Regions from separate parts of the Mus musculus genome. Here region 2 is linked to region 1. The links are chromatin contacts, called in public HiChIP or PLAC-seq maps. All regions are on one chromosome and are shown on one strand. The core of a region is the stretch at or near the end of the contact, and the rest is flanking DNA. Distances in the headings are between cores, read along the strand shown. Region 1 overlaps Ptpn13 (protein tyrosine phosphatase, non-receptor type 13). Region 2 holds the start of Slc10a6 (solute carrier family 10 (sodium/bile acid cotransporter family), member 6).

Evidence for each region. HiChIP or PLAC-seq counts read pairs in DNA pulled down with a chosen protein or histone mark.
Region 2: a contact with region 1 is called in an H3K27ac HiChIP or PLAC-seq map of heart atrium, with 14 read pairs. The contact joins the promoter of Slc10a6 here to the enhancer-like site in region 1. A contact is called at or near these places in 1 of 39 promoter capture datasets (macrophages), 1 of 15 datasets of contacts at CTCF or cohesin (the NIH/3T3 cell line), 3 of 484 Hi-C or Micro-C datasets (muscle stem cells and uterus), 2 of 115 datasets of contacts at active chromatin or transcription factors (embryonic stem cells and heart atrium) and 2 of 9 other capture datasets (adipose tissue and pancreatic islet).

What each region holds. Positions count from the first base shown.
Region 1 is chr5:103,591,664-103,598,306 of GRCm38.p6, reverse strand. Ptpn13 (protein tyrosine phosphatase, non-receptor type 13) reads right to left here. Exons shown (of 48, transcript NM_011204.2): 46 at 4,585-4,800; 47 at 3,628-3,690; 48 at 1-614. The coding sequence ends at 522. Among named protein-coding and RNA genes, the nearest start is that of Slc10a6, 34 kb to the left of the region's middle. Within about 2 kb of position 5,331, at least 56 of the 459 cell types and tissues checked have an H3K27ac peak or open chromatin away from gene starts, as enhancers often do. A contact at or near this core is called in adipose tissue, heart atrium, muscle stem cells and 1 more, where this site is marked.
Region 2 is chr5:103,628,084-103,634,156 of GRCm38.p6, reverse strand. It overlaps Slc10a6 (solute carrier family 10 (sodium/bile acid cotransporter family), member 6), which reads left to right and starts at 4,754. Exons shown (of 6, transcript NM_029415.2): 1 at 4,754-5,301. The coding sequence starts at 4,925.

The DNA.
Region 1 (6,643 bases), core at 4,082-6,581:
ACAAACGGTATCTGGTAACTCCATGTTCATGAAAAGTATATAAATATATTACAGGAAATTATATATAGTAAACATTAGAAATGGATACAGTAAACATTGCTAGTTCGTCTTCTATGCCAATATTACTGTCATTAAAAGCTTAAATACTGGCTTCAAGTATCCCCTATAAAATAAATCTACTTTATTAAAATACTGGAAAATTTTTGCTATAAACAGGATTTGGTACATTAAAAATAGACTCAGTGTGTCTTTGTAACAACGTCCACTATGATCAAATGCTGTCTCCAGCCCTAAGACCTGCTGGTTCAGTTAGTGAAAAAGGAGTTTTAATGACCATCAGTGGTTGAAGTGGCTGTAAAAACACAGCATCTTGACGTCCGTATCTGACGGGAACGCCTGTCCTTCAAGCAGGAGGGACTAAGCTTCACGGTGCTGCTTGCTTGGCCTTGCTGCTCTCAAGAGTGGAGAGCAGGAGTCGGCTGGATGCAGGAAGGGAGGGAGCCTTTGGAGGCTGCTCTGCATCACTGTGGGAGCCCTGGCTGTGCCTTCTGCTCTTCAGCCTGAAGATGAGTCAGGACATAGAGGATGACTTGATAGCAGAAGACATACTGACCCTGTGGGGAGGTGGCAGGAGAGACAGGGAGAATTATTTGAATAACTTAAATTTATACACAGTAGGTGCTTGAGAAATTTGGAAATAAGAACTTTTTGTTTAAGTGCTGAATGTAAGAGTCAGTGTACAGAACTGTGAAGTGCCATAAAAACTATAAACAAGAAAATTGATAAAAAGAGGGGAGAGCCAAGGGGTTATGTCGGTAATGATCTGGGATTGTATACATTTCCTAAGAAACCCCTTTCTCTCTGATTTTATTTTTTGGTGCTGGGGCCAAACCCAGGGCTGCAGGCTTGCTAGACAAGTGCTCCGTTACTGAGCTATACCCTCAATCTCTACAACCTAGATTTCTCTAGACTGACTGAATTCATCTTGTTTTAAAATGTGAAAAAGTTAATAAGCCACAAATCTACTAAAACAAGCTTCTTAAGGATTTCAGAGCAAAAATATAGAAATAAAAATTAAATGTAATCTTTAAGTATTATTTAAATATGAAATAATTTCCCTTTCAACATTTTTAATATAGAGGTCTAGCTCCTAGAGTGCACGTGGCGGCTCACAGCTGCCTGTAGGTGCAGCTCCAGATCTTAAAGTCAAATCTTTAAAAAAAACACCCACAGCATATTAAATGGGAAGTAATCAAACAACAAGCACAGCAGGAGCTCAGTTCTCACTGTCAAGCATACATACATGAATAGGAATTCTGTGCACGCCTACGACATCAGCAGCTACTGAGAGACTGGGATGTTAGCTGCCTCCAGGCTTCCTGCTGCTCATCTGAGTTCCTGTGCAATGCCATGCTCACGGCAGACTGCTCTCACACTACCCACCGTGGGAAGTCCACTCACGAGTCTCTCCACTGTCACAGCTCTGTAGGCAGTCATTTTGCTTACCTGGTAACTCCTTCCCGGCCTCTAACCCCGTGTCCCTCCCCAGAGGAACTCTTGTTTCTTGTGCAGTGCTAAGCGATCATTTGAAATGAGCGCAGTCATGTCACTCCAGGCTATAGGCCTGTGCCAGCTTGCCTCTCACTCAGAGGAAATTACAAGCCTTGTCCTGTTACCTCCCATCTGCCTCAGCTCCTCCCGGCTCTCTCTAGTCCTGTCACACCACACATGACAGGCCCATTCACCAAGACAGCAGACTCTGCCCGAGGACTCCCCAGATCGCAGCTTAATGTTACATCTTCTTCAAAGAAGTAACCTGTCTTACATTTATTCTTCTACAATTTCATCCACGTACATCACACACACTGATTCTGCTGTTGCCCCTCCCCCATCACTCTTACTCCCCACACCCTGGCTACCTCTTCCTCCCTATAAGTCCCTCTCCCTCACTCCTATCTTTCTTGTTTTGTGATTCACACAGACTTTAAGCAGGGCCCTGTATGTGATCCTGTGCTAGGGACTATTCACTGGAATCCAGAGGGCTCGTCTGTGGGCAAACGACTGAACAAAGGAGTTACACTATTGTTTTTAATTTTGGACAGGGTCTCACCAGGCAGCTCTGATTGGCCTGGAACTCACTATACAGACCAAGCTGGCTTCAGACACCGAGGGGTGGGGCACTGGGCCTGGCTGGAGTTATTTTCTTATGGTGTCACTGTTCTGAATTCAGTTCTCAGACGGCAATGGCTGGCTTCCTTCACACCTCTACGCTAAAGTGCTTATCACTTTCAGAGCCACCGGATGGCCTGTCATCCTCAGGGCCCCACTGGAGTGTCTCGGGCTCTGTGGCAGGGTGTGTCTGATTCAGTGGTGTGTCCCAGGCACTGGGAGAAACTCCTGGTGCTCAGATCTCAAATGTTGTGAATGAACACTCAGGCAAAAAGAGCTCTTACATACAGATCAGCATGGCTTCCTTAGCTAGAAAGCAGCTTAAGGCTTACCGAGCCTTCATCTGAATCAAAACTCAGCATGACTGGAAAGTGGCCAAGTTAAAGTCGGAAATGGCTATGTTTTTAAGAGGCAGATAAATGTGACTCTGTGGAGAAGCGAGAATGATTGCTTTAAGTCTACCTCACAGTTCCAATCTAGAAGGAAGGAAGGACTTAGCCATGCTGGGCTCTAGCACAGTGCATTCACTTCCTGTGACGGTAGCTTCAGCTGGGGATGGGGTGATGCCGTGTACATTCAGTTTTAGGAAAGAGGAGTGAACACAACAGAAACAGCTGTGGGGGCTGTCTGGCAGGGCCTGCGGTCCTTCTCGGCCTCTCTGAGCTGCTGCTGTCTGAAAGGCTGGTGACTGAGATGGGGAGGAACCCCATCAGGCAGCAGGCAGAGCCATTCTCACTCGGAGCCTCCAACAAGTCCACCCTTTATGAGCAACTTAGTGGGGACACTGCATCCCTTCTTCCCTCTCCCCACCTTTCCCCTCCCTCCCTGTGTGTGTGTCTGTGTATGTATGTGCCTGTGTGTGTGTCTGTGTATGTATGTGCCTGTGTGTGCATGCATGAGGAGCCAGATGACAGCCCTGGGTAGGTGCCTCCCCGCCCCTCCCCTAACCCCCTGCTTTTTTGAGACAGGGTCTCTCAATGGCTGGAGCTCATAAATTTAGGAACTTGCCTGAGTCTGTCCTCCCAGTCTATGCCTGGATTTTCGTGTAGGTTTTGAGGCTCAAACCTAGGACCTCATGACAGTACTTCACTGAGGAGCTATCTCCCCAGCTCCTGTTCTCCATTAAAAAAATAAAAATTTTAAGGTAGTATCTAAAATGATAGTCTGAAATTCCCCCTTTTTTTTTTTCTGAATTAGTCTTAATGCTATAGAAGGGTCCTTTATGACAAGAGATGTTGGTTTTATGTTATAACATGGAAGGAAACCTTCAAAGAGATCACTGGGCAAAGGGTAGAGCCTTCCTCTGTCATCCTGTTACCTGAAGGCTGAGATGAGAAGAGCGCTTGAGCCCAGGTTAGCCTGGGCCATAGCAAGATCATCTCAGAAAGACAGACAGAAAGAGAATACAAATTCAAGAGCAACTTTTAAACTATTAGTCTCAGAAGAAGTCCTCCTCACCTCGGTCTGCACCATGCCGTGCCTCTGAAGCCTCATGCAGCGCACTAGGTCAGAGATGTCGAACTGCCGGGACACAGAGTGGTGCGTTAGACACAAGCTGGGTGATGCGAAGGCGTCCCCTGTGGGGTCCTCACCCCTGCCCCTCCTCACGACTCGTCAAACTCTCCAGTATAATGACTTCCTGAAGTGACCTTCTATGATACAGTATTTCTAAGAACTAGAGTCTACTATGTTTGAACGTCTTTGATACACATTCTCTTCCTCTGACATTTAGCTAATTTCTTAAACTATAAAAAAATAATGTAAGCAATATTCCTCACACTAATGTCCAGAATAAAATTCCATTTCCTTTTAATTTAGCTGATGCTTGACAGTCTGAGACGAGGGCAGACTGGACTGCTGGGTGTGCCCCACTTCAGTTATCATAGGTTATAGGAGTATCAAGAACTGGATAGAACTGCATCATCTAAAACCCTTTAAGAGACAGACCCTTTAATCTCTATATCTCTATCATCTACCTATCTACACACATACATATATATATACATACTATATATTGATTATATACAATATACAATTATATCCAAAAACTATATATATATTTAAATACAAGATATTTTGGCAATTAAGGAAGTTTCATACGAATTTAGATTAGAGTCAAAGTAAGATCACACTGTTACTTGCTTTATTAATATTTAAAAATTAAGAGTAACTACTTAGAGTAATAGATTAGTATTAATTTTCAAACAAAATTACCAATTTCTTATCTATAGGTAACAAGGACAAAGCTCAATATTTTTCTTTTTAAAAGTGGACTGTCTTTTGGACTTTGGTATTTCCTGTAGTCATGGCAACAGTACTGACTTGCTCTCACAGAGAAGCTTACTGTCTGTACAAGGTGAAACAACACATTTAGACAGTCACATCGCCCAGCACTCGGCCGTATCTTGTACTTACTTCCAGATCCTGGCTGATTAAGCCTAGGACCACGTCTATGCAAATGAGGGTTCCTGAGCGTCCAATGCCAGCGCTGCAGTGTGTGATGACTGGGCCCGACCTACGGATGTGTCTCATGTAGGAGATGAATGTGAGCAGGTCGTCTGGCTGCGACGGTGTATCGTGGTCTGGCCAGGCAGTGAAATTCAGATGAGAAATATGTCGCACCTCCCCTGTCTGAAAGTGTAAAATGTAGTGAGTTACAATGTCACCTGTCCCTAAGTCAGGTCCTTACAGTATCATTTCCATCTTTCAAATTTGAGTGGTATATTGAATCAGATCAAAAGAAAAAATGGAAGAGATAAAAAGGTATAAACATACAAAGCTGGGTATGGTGGCATATGCCTAATTTCCAGTATTCAGACCAAGAGAGGAGGACGGAGTATTCAAGGCCAGCTTAGGGTACAGAGCAAGACTGTGGCTAAAACCGACAACAACAGATTGAAAAATACACGGACTGCATCACCACCGCCCAGTCCTAGTGGCTAGGGATGGTACCCAGGCCTCTGTGGGCTCATTTAAGTGATATGTTTGGCAATGTCAGTCTCAGAACTTTATTCTTTCTTTCCCATTAGAACTCCTCCTCCCCCAGCATCCTCTGGTTTTATTATCTGCTTCGTTTTCCTCAAATGCAGCCTCTCAGGCCATCCTGTGTTGTTGAACACACAGCCTGTATCTCAGAGTCCAGCAACCCTTCCTTTCGGTTTTGTTTTCCCAGCAGCACGACTAACACAGCCAGCCCACGCCCACGCAGGCAGCAAGCTCCATGTGGGTACTGAACGGCTGTCTGCCTGTTGTTAAAATGCTGGACCTGGGGTCCATGCCAGGGTTTGAGTTGGACTACTCTACTGTGATTCATGATCAGGTCACCTGAGGAACACGAAGTGCTAAGCTCATCTGAGCAATGGGTAAGCTCGTGTGAGCCAAAACATCACCTGGCAGGACCTAGGAGCATTAATTAAAATGTGTTAACTAAAATGTTTAGGTTTCATAAAGGAATAAAAGCTCTGACACTTTGTAAATAATAAGGAAAGTCTCATAACACGTTTATATGTCGCCAATGGAAGTGAATCAGCATACTGTTTTGTTTTTGTTTTGTTTTGTTTTCCTTCTAGAAAAGCTGAAGAAAGCTCAGGGGTAAAGTGCTTGTCACATAAGCATGGAGTCTGAGCTTGCATCCCCAGCATCCACAGAAAAAGTTGGGCATGGGGACTGCCCTTTAATCCTGTGCTGGGGAGATGGAGTCAGGAGGATTCCTGGGGCTGGAAGGCAGCCGGAGCAGTTCAATCTGGGAGCTCCGTGTTCAGTGGCCGAGTCTTTCTCAAGGGAGGCAGAGAGCCACAGAGGAAGGAAGATTCCTACATCAGCCTCTAGCGTACACGTGCGCACAGACATACCTACACATCTATGTACACACACAAACACATATACACACAGAGAAGGAAAAACAAAGAAACGTTGAAGAAAGTTAAAGACTCATGAGCAAACATGGCTTTGCATAGCTCATATTTCCGGGAAGGGTGCACCAGGTGAGGGAATGCCACACTGAAGAGACAGACGGCTGGCTCTGTCTAAAGGCCGATCACAAGCTAGCATGCACTAGTTTTATCCAGTGTGTCTGGCAAGTGTGTCAATGACAGCTGATATGGCACAGCTGTGCACACCCGCTAAACATGTAGGCTGCCTTCACCGGACGTGTTCTCATAGCCACAGATTTCTTAAAACAGCTTCAATTAGTCTACTTAGATATTGGACCCTGTAGGTGTTAAACAAAGCAAGTTTCATCAGGTGTGCTGGCACATGCCTTTAATCCCAGCACTTGGCAACCAGAAGTAGGCCAATCTAGAGTTCAAGGCCAGCTTAGCCTGGTCTACAGATCGAGTTCCAGGACAGCCAGGGCTACACAGGGAAACCTTATCCCGAAAAAAAACAACAACAATAATAATAACAACAACAGTAATGGTTCTATGTACACTGCAGTTTATGAACTGTTTTGTGCTGTTTATTCCTAAGCACAGAC
Region 2 (6,073 bases), core at 3,505-6,004, 36 kb before region 1:
GTTGATTATCGAAAACTAAATCAGGTGGTAACTCCAATTGCAGCTGCTGTACCAGATGTAGTTTCGTTACTTGAGCAAATTAACACATCTCCTGGCACCTGGTATGCAGCTATTGATCTGGCAAATGCCTTCTTCTCAGTACCTGTCCATAAGGACCACCAGAAGCAATTTGCTTTCAGTTGGCAAGGCCAACAGTATACCTTCACAGTTTTGCCTCAAGGATATATTAACTCTCCTGCCCTGTGTCATAATTTAGTTAGAAGGGATCTTGATCGTTTGGATCTTCCACAAAATATCACATTGGTGCACTATATTGATGACATTATGCTGATTGGACCAAGTGAGCAGGAAGTAGCAACCACTTTGGACTCATTGGTAACACATATGCGTATCAGAGGATGGGAAATAAATCCAACCAAAATTCAAGGACCATCTACCTCAGTGAAATTCTTAGGAGTCCAGTGGTGTGGGGCATGCAGAGATATTCCTTCTAAGGTGAAAGATAAGTTATTGCACCTGGCCCCTCCTACAACCAAGAAAGAAGCACAACGTTTAGTGGGTCTATTTGGATTCTGGAGACAACACATCCCTCACTTGGGTGTGTTACTTAGGCCTATTTACCAAGTGACTCGGAAAGCTGCTAGCTTTGTGTGGGGCCTGGAACAGGAGAAGGCCCTTCAACAGGTCCAGGCTGCTGTGCAGGCTGCTCTACCACTTGGACCATATGACCCAGCAGATCCGATGGTACTTGAGGTGTCTGTGGCTGATAGAGATGCTGTTTGGAGCCTCTGGCAGGCCCCTGTAGGTGAATCACAGAAAAGGCCTTTGGGATTTTGGAGCAAAGCTCTACCATCATCTGCAGACAACTATTCTCCCTTTGAAAAACAGCTCTTGGCCTGCTATTGGGCCTTAGTGGAAACTGAACGTCTGACAATAGGACACCAAGTCACTATGCGACCTGAACTACCCATCATGAGCTGGGTACTATCAGACCCTGCAAGTCATAAAGTGGGACGTGCACAGCAGCAGTCTATTATCAAATGGAAGTGGTATATACGTGATCGGGCCAGAGCAGGTCCTGAAGGCACAAGCAAGTTACATGAAGAAGTTGCTCAAATGCCTATGGTTTCTATTCCTGTTACAATGCCATCTGCTGCCAAGCATGCGCCTATAGCCTCATGGGGTGTTCCCTATGATCAACTGACCGAAGAGGAGAAGACTAGAGCCTGGTTTACTGATGGCTCTGCACGTTATGCAGGCACCACCCAGAAGTGGACAGCTGCAGCATTACAACCCCTTTCTGGGACAACCTTGAAAGACACAGGTGAAGGGAAATCTTCACAGTGGGCAGAACTTCGGGCAGTACACATGGTATTACAGTTTGTTTGCAAGAAGAAATGGCCAGATGTACGATTATACACTGACTCATGGGCTGTAGCCAATGGATTGGCTGGATGGTCAGGGACTTGGAAAGATCACAATTGGAAAATTGGTGAGAAAGACATCTGGGGAAGAAGTATGTGGATAGATCTCTCCAAATGGGCAAAGGATGTGAAGATATTTGTGTCCCATGTAAATGCTCACCAAAAGGTGACTTCAGCTGAGGAGGAGTTCAATAATCAAGTGGATAAGATGACCCGTTCTGTGGACAATCAGCCTCTCTCCCCAGCCATCCCTGTCATTGCTCAATGGGCACATGAACAAAGTGGCCATGGTGGTCGAGATGGAGGTTATGCTTGGGCTCAGCAACATGGGCTTCCACTCACCAAGGCTGACCTGGCTACAGCTGCTGCTGATTGCCAGATCTGCCAACAGCAGAAACCAACACTGAGCCCCAGATATGGCACCATTCCTCGAGGTGACCAGCCAGCAACCTGGTGGCAGGTTGACTACATTGGACCACTTCCTTCGTGGAAAGGACAGCGTTTTGTTCTTACTGGAGTAGATACTTATTCTGGTTATGGATTTGCCTTTCCTGCACGTAATGCCTCTGCTAAAACCACCATTCACGGACTGACAGAATGCCTCATCTATCGTCATGGTATTCCACACAGTATTGCTTCTGACCAAGGAACTCATTTCACAGCCAGAGAAGTACGACAGTGGGCTCACGATCATGGAATTCACTGGTCTTACCACATTCCCCATCATCCTGAAGCAGCTGGGCTGATAGAAAGATGGAATGGCCTTTTGAAGACGCAGTTACAGCGCCAATTAGGTGGTAACAGCTTGGAAGGCTGGGGCAGAGTTCTTCAGAAGGCAGTATATGCTTTGAATCAGCGCTCGATATATGGTACAGTTTCACCCATAGCCAGGATTCATGGGTCCAGGAATCAAGGGGTGGAAAACGGAATAGTTCCACTTACTATCACTCCTAGTGACCCTCTAGGAAAATTTTTGCTTCCTGTCCCCATAACTCTAGGTTCTGCTGGCTTAGAAGTTTTGGCTCCAGAGAGGGGAGTGCTCCTACCAGGAGCTACAACAAACATTTCATTGAACTGGAAGCTCAGACTTCCCCCTGGTCATTTTGGGCTTCTAATGCCCTTAAACCAACAGGCTAAAAAAGGAATAACAGTGTTAGGAGGGGTGATAGATCCAGATTACCATGGGGAAATTGGATTACCTCTTCACAATGGTGGTAAGCAAGATTATGTCTGGAGTGCAGGAGATCCCTTAGGGCGTCTCTTAGTACTACCATGTCCTGTGATTAAAGTCAATGGGAAACTACAACAGCCTAATCCAAGCAGGATGACAAAGGACGCAGACCCATCAGGAATGAAGGTATGGGTCAATCCTCCAGGAAAAGAGCCAAGACCTGCTGAGGTGCTGGCTGAAGGTGAAGGAAATACAGAATGGGTAGTAGAGGAAGGTAGTTATAAATACCAATTAAGGCCACGTAACCAGTTGCAGAAACGAGGATTATAAAGTAATATGAATGCCCATTGTAAATTTACTAATGCGTTTGCGATTGTACGAGGGATAGTTATATCAAGTTAGGCGTATTTACAACCTTGTTATTGTTTCATGTGAACATGAGATATTATTTGTGTCAAGTTGACAAGGGGTGGATTGTAGTGGCTATTCCTGGTTGTCAACTTGACAATATTTGGAATGAACTACAATCCGGAATTGGAAGGCTCACCAGTGACCCTTATCTGGAGGCTTGGAGATCCTTATCTGGATCTTGGTTTGAAGATCTTGAGCCATAGTGGCTATGGATTCCAGAAGATTGAATCTCCGAGTTAAGGAACACACCTTTAATCTGGGCTATGCCTTTCATCTGGGATTAAAGGTGTGGTGGAACACACCTTTAATCTGGGCTACACCTTTTGCTGGAGACAATATAAGGACATTGGAAGAGGGGAGTCTAGCTCTTGCTCCTGCTCCTTCGCCTGCTTGCTGCGTGAGACTGAGTAACTGCTAGATCCTTGGACTTCCATTCACAGCTGTGACTGAACGATTGTTGGGAATTGAGCTGCCGACTGTAAGTCATCAATAAATTCCTTTATTATCTAGAGACTATCCATAAGTTCTGTGACTCTAGAGAACCCTGACTAATACACTGTCCTTATTTTTTGAGACAAGGTCTCTCACCAATCCTGGAGCGCACCGATTTGGCAAGAGCAGCTGGCCACTGAGCTCCAGGGATTTTCCTGTGTCTGCCTCCTCACTGGTAGAATTTTTTTTTCTCTTGTGTGTGTCGTGGGCTGAGACAGAGCCTGACTGAGCTGCTGTTGGGATGTGTCTTCTGTAGCTTGTCTTTACATTTCACCTGCACTCAACCTGTGAACAAGTGGAGTCAGCATGCCGCCATGGTCATTTTGTCATGGAACCGGTTTGCCAAACCAAGAAGAAGCCCAGCAAGTATCTCTCTTAAGGAAGGGGAGGGGTTGACAAAATGAGCCTTGTTCTCACTCAGCACACTGCAAACAAACAAAGAGACAAACAAAAACACCTCTGCTGTCAGCGGGAAGAGGGTGGCAGCTGATAGTTTTGAACTTTGATCTCCCAGAACCATACTGTTGTGGTCTGCTTTTCCCTCAGCTTAGAATGGGCCATGGTGCACAGCATCAGAAGTGGTCCTCAGACTACACTCTCCAAGGGAACATTTGCAAGACTCCCAGACTTCACTAGGTGGCCCAAGGGTGCGTGTCTCAAAGTTGACTTAAGTCTCCAAAAGAAGAAGACAGCTCCCTTGAATTGTGTTGGGAGGGAAACGAGTTTCCACACGTTTTATGAGACACAACCAAGTGTTTAATTCCATTTTATTCTATTCTCACAGGTGTCTAATTATTGGCTTTAGACACAAATCCTCAGAGAAATGACAGAAGAAAAAGAAAGGGCCAATTTAAAGTCTCCTGAACTGATCCTCAGCCTCTGATGTTTTCCAGGCTGGCCTGCTTCTCTTTACTATCTGAAGTGTTTTGTGAATGCCGGCTGTCAGGCCGGCCAGGGAGGCGCGGCTTTGGCACAGCTCTCCTTGTTTTTTCCTGACTTAGTCGTTCAGTCAGCATAACATCACAGCCCTGCTGTTTGAAATCCCTGCTGCATTTGGAGAAGTGATGTCTTGGCATCTGGCCTACTTCCCTAGAACACGATGTGCCACTGTCGACATGGGCCAGGCATTCCAGCTGACAATATGCTCATCTGTCTCATTCCCAGCATTGAACGCTCAGTGGCTAGCGAAATTAGAGTGGAAAGCCCAGCTTCCCATCATTTGCTGTGTTTCCTGCCCAAGCACATTACTTTTACCAAGTCCCTTGGGAATAACTTGATCAGATTAGCATGTGGTTAGCCAATAGCAACTGGAAGGACTCTCCACGTGTTACTTTGTTGCGTTATTAGGAACTGTGTCTGGGAAGACCTGCCCAGTGCTTGCTACTCATGTTCCTTTGTGTTCCTGTGTTCTAATTCATGAGAGGAGATGAGCACAGACTGTGCGGGCAACTCCACCTGCCCTGTCAACAGTACGGAGGAAGACCCGCCCGTGGGAATGGAGGGCCATGCGAATCTAAAGCTGCTTTTTACAGTGCTCTCGGCTGTGATGGTGGGTTTGGTCATGTTCTCTTTTGGATGTTCTGTGGAGAGTCAGAAGCTCTGGTTGCACCTCAGAAGACCCTGGGGCATCGCAGTGGGCCTGCTTTCCCAGTTTGGACTTATGCCTCTGACAGCTTATCTGTTAGCCATTGGCTTCGGTCTGAAACCATTCCAAGCTATTGCTGTCCTCATGATGGGGAGCTGCCCTGGGGGCACCATCTCTAATGTTCTCACCTTCTGGGTTGATGGAGATATGGATCTCAGGTAAGTCGACAGAAGGGAAGCTCTGCAGGGTTGCCCCATCTCTGTCTGGGAGTCTGGGGCACACAGTTGTGCTTAAAGAAAAGATTTAAGCAATCTCTGGGTAGCTCTGAGTGGGAAGTACTTCAAACATCACTGAGCCTTGGACAGACTCTCTGAGCCCGAGCTCGCTCTGCTGTGATTAGCTAGCTTCTGCTTTCATGGCAGCCTTTTCTATCCTGAGCAAGCACTTGGTTCGTATGCAGTAAGGACCTCTCCTAAGCATAGACTCGTCCCATGCCTTTTGGCATCTCTAACAATAATTTCCCAGGACGTCACCAATTATCCCACACAGCTGATGCTAATGGTGGTGGTGGCAGCAAGAGATATCAACCAAATGAAACCCACCTGGCTCTTTTTCGTTTTCTTTTTTTGGTCTCTCTTTATCTACTTCGCTCTCAGCAGTGTTTCCAAAATATCCTTGTTTCGAGGTAACGTTTTAGGTCCATGCACAAGGACTCTGGAGTACCTGATAGATGTGACTGGTGTGATTTAGGGAGCACTTGGAACCCCAGGATGAAAAACACCTTGTTGCCTTTGCTTCCTAGGTTTAAGCCAGAGCTGATTCCTGCTATGGGGTAGATCAATAGTCCAGGAGAAATTGAACTTTACCATTTACTCAAATGTTAACAAGGGTGAATGAATCACAATTTTGAAGTCAAATATTTTGATGGGAAAGAGGGAAAGAGAAGAGCCTTTGAAGAAAGACTAGATGAGTCAGTATTGGGGGAGGGGG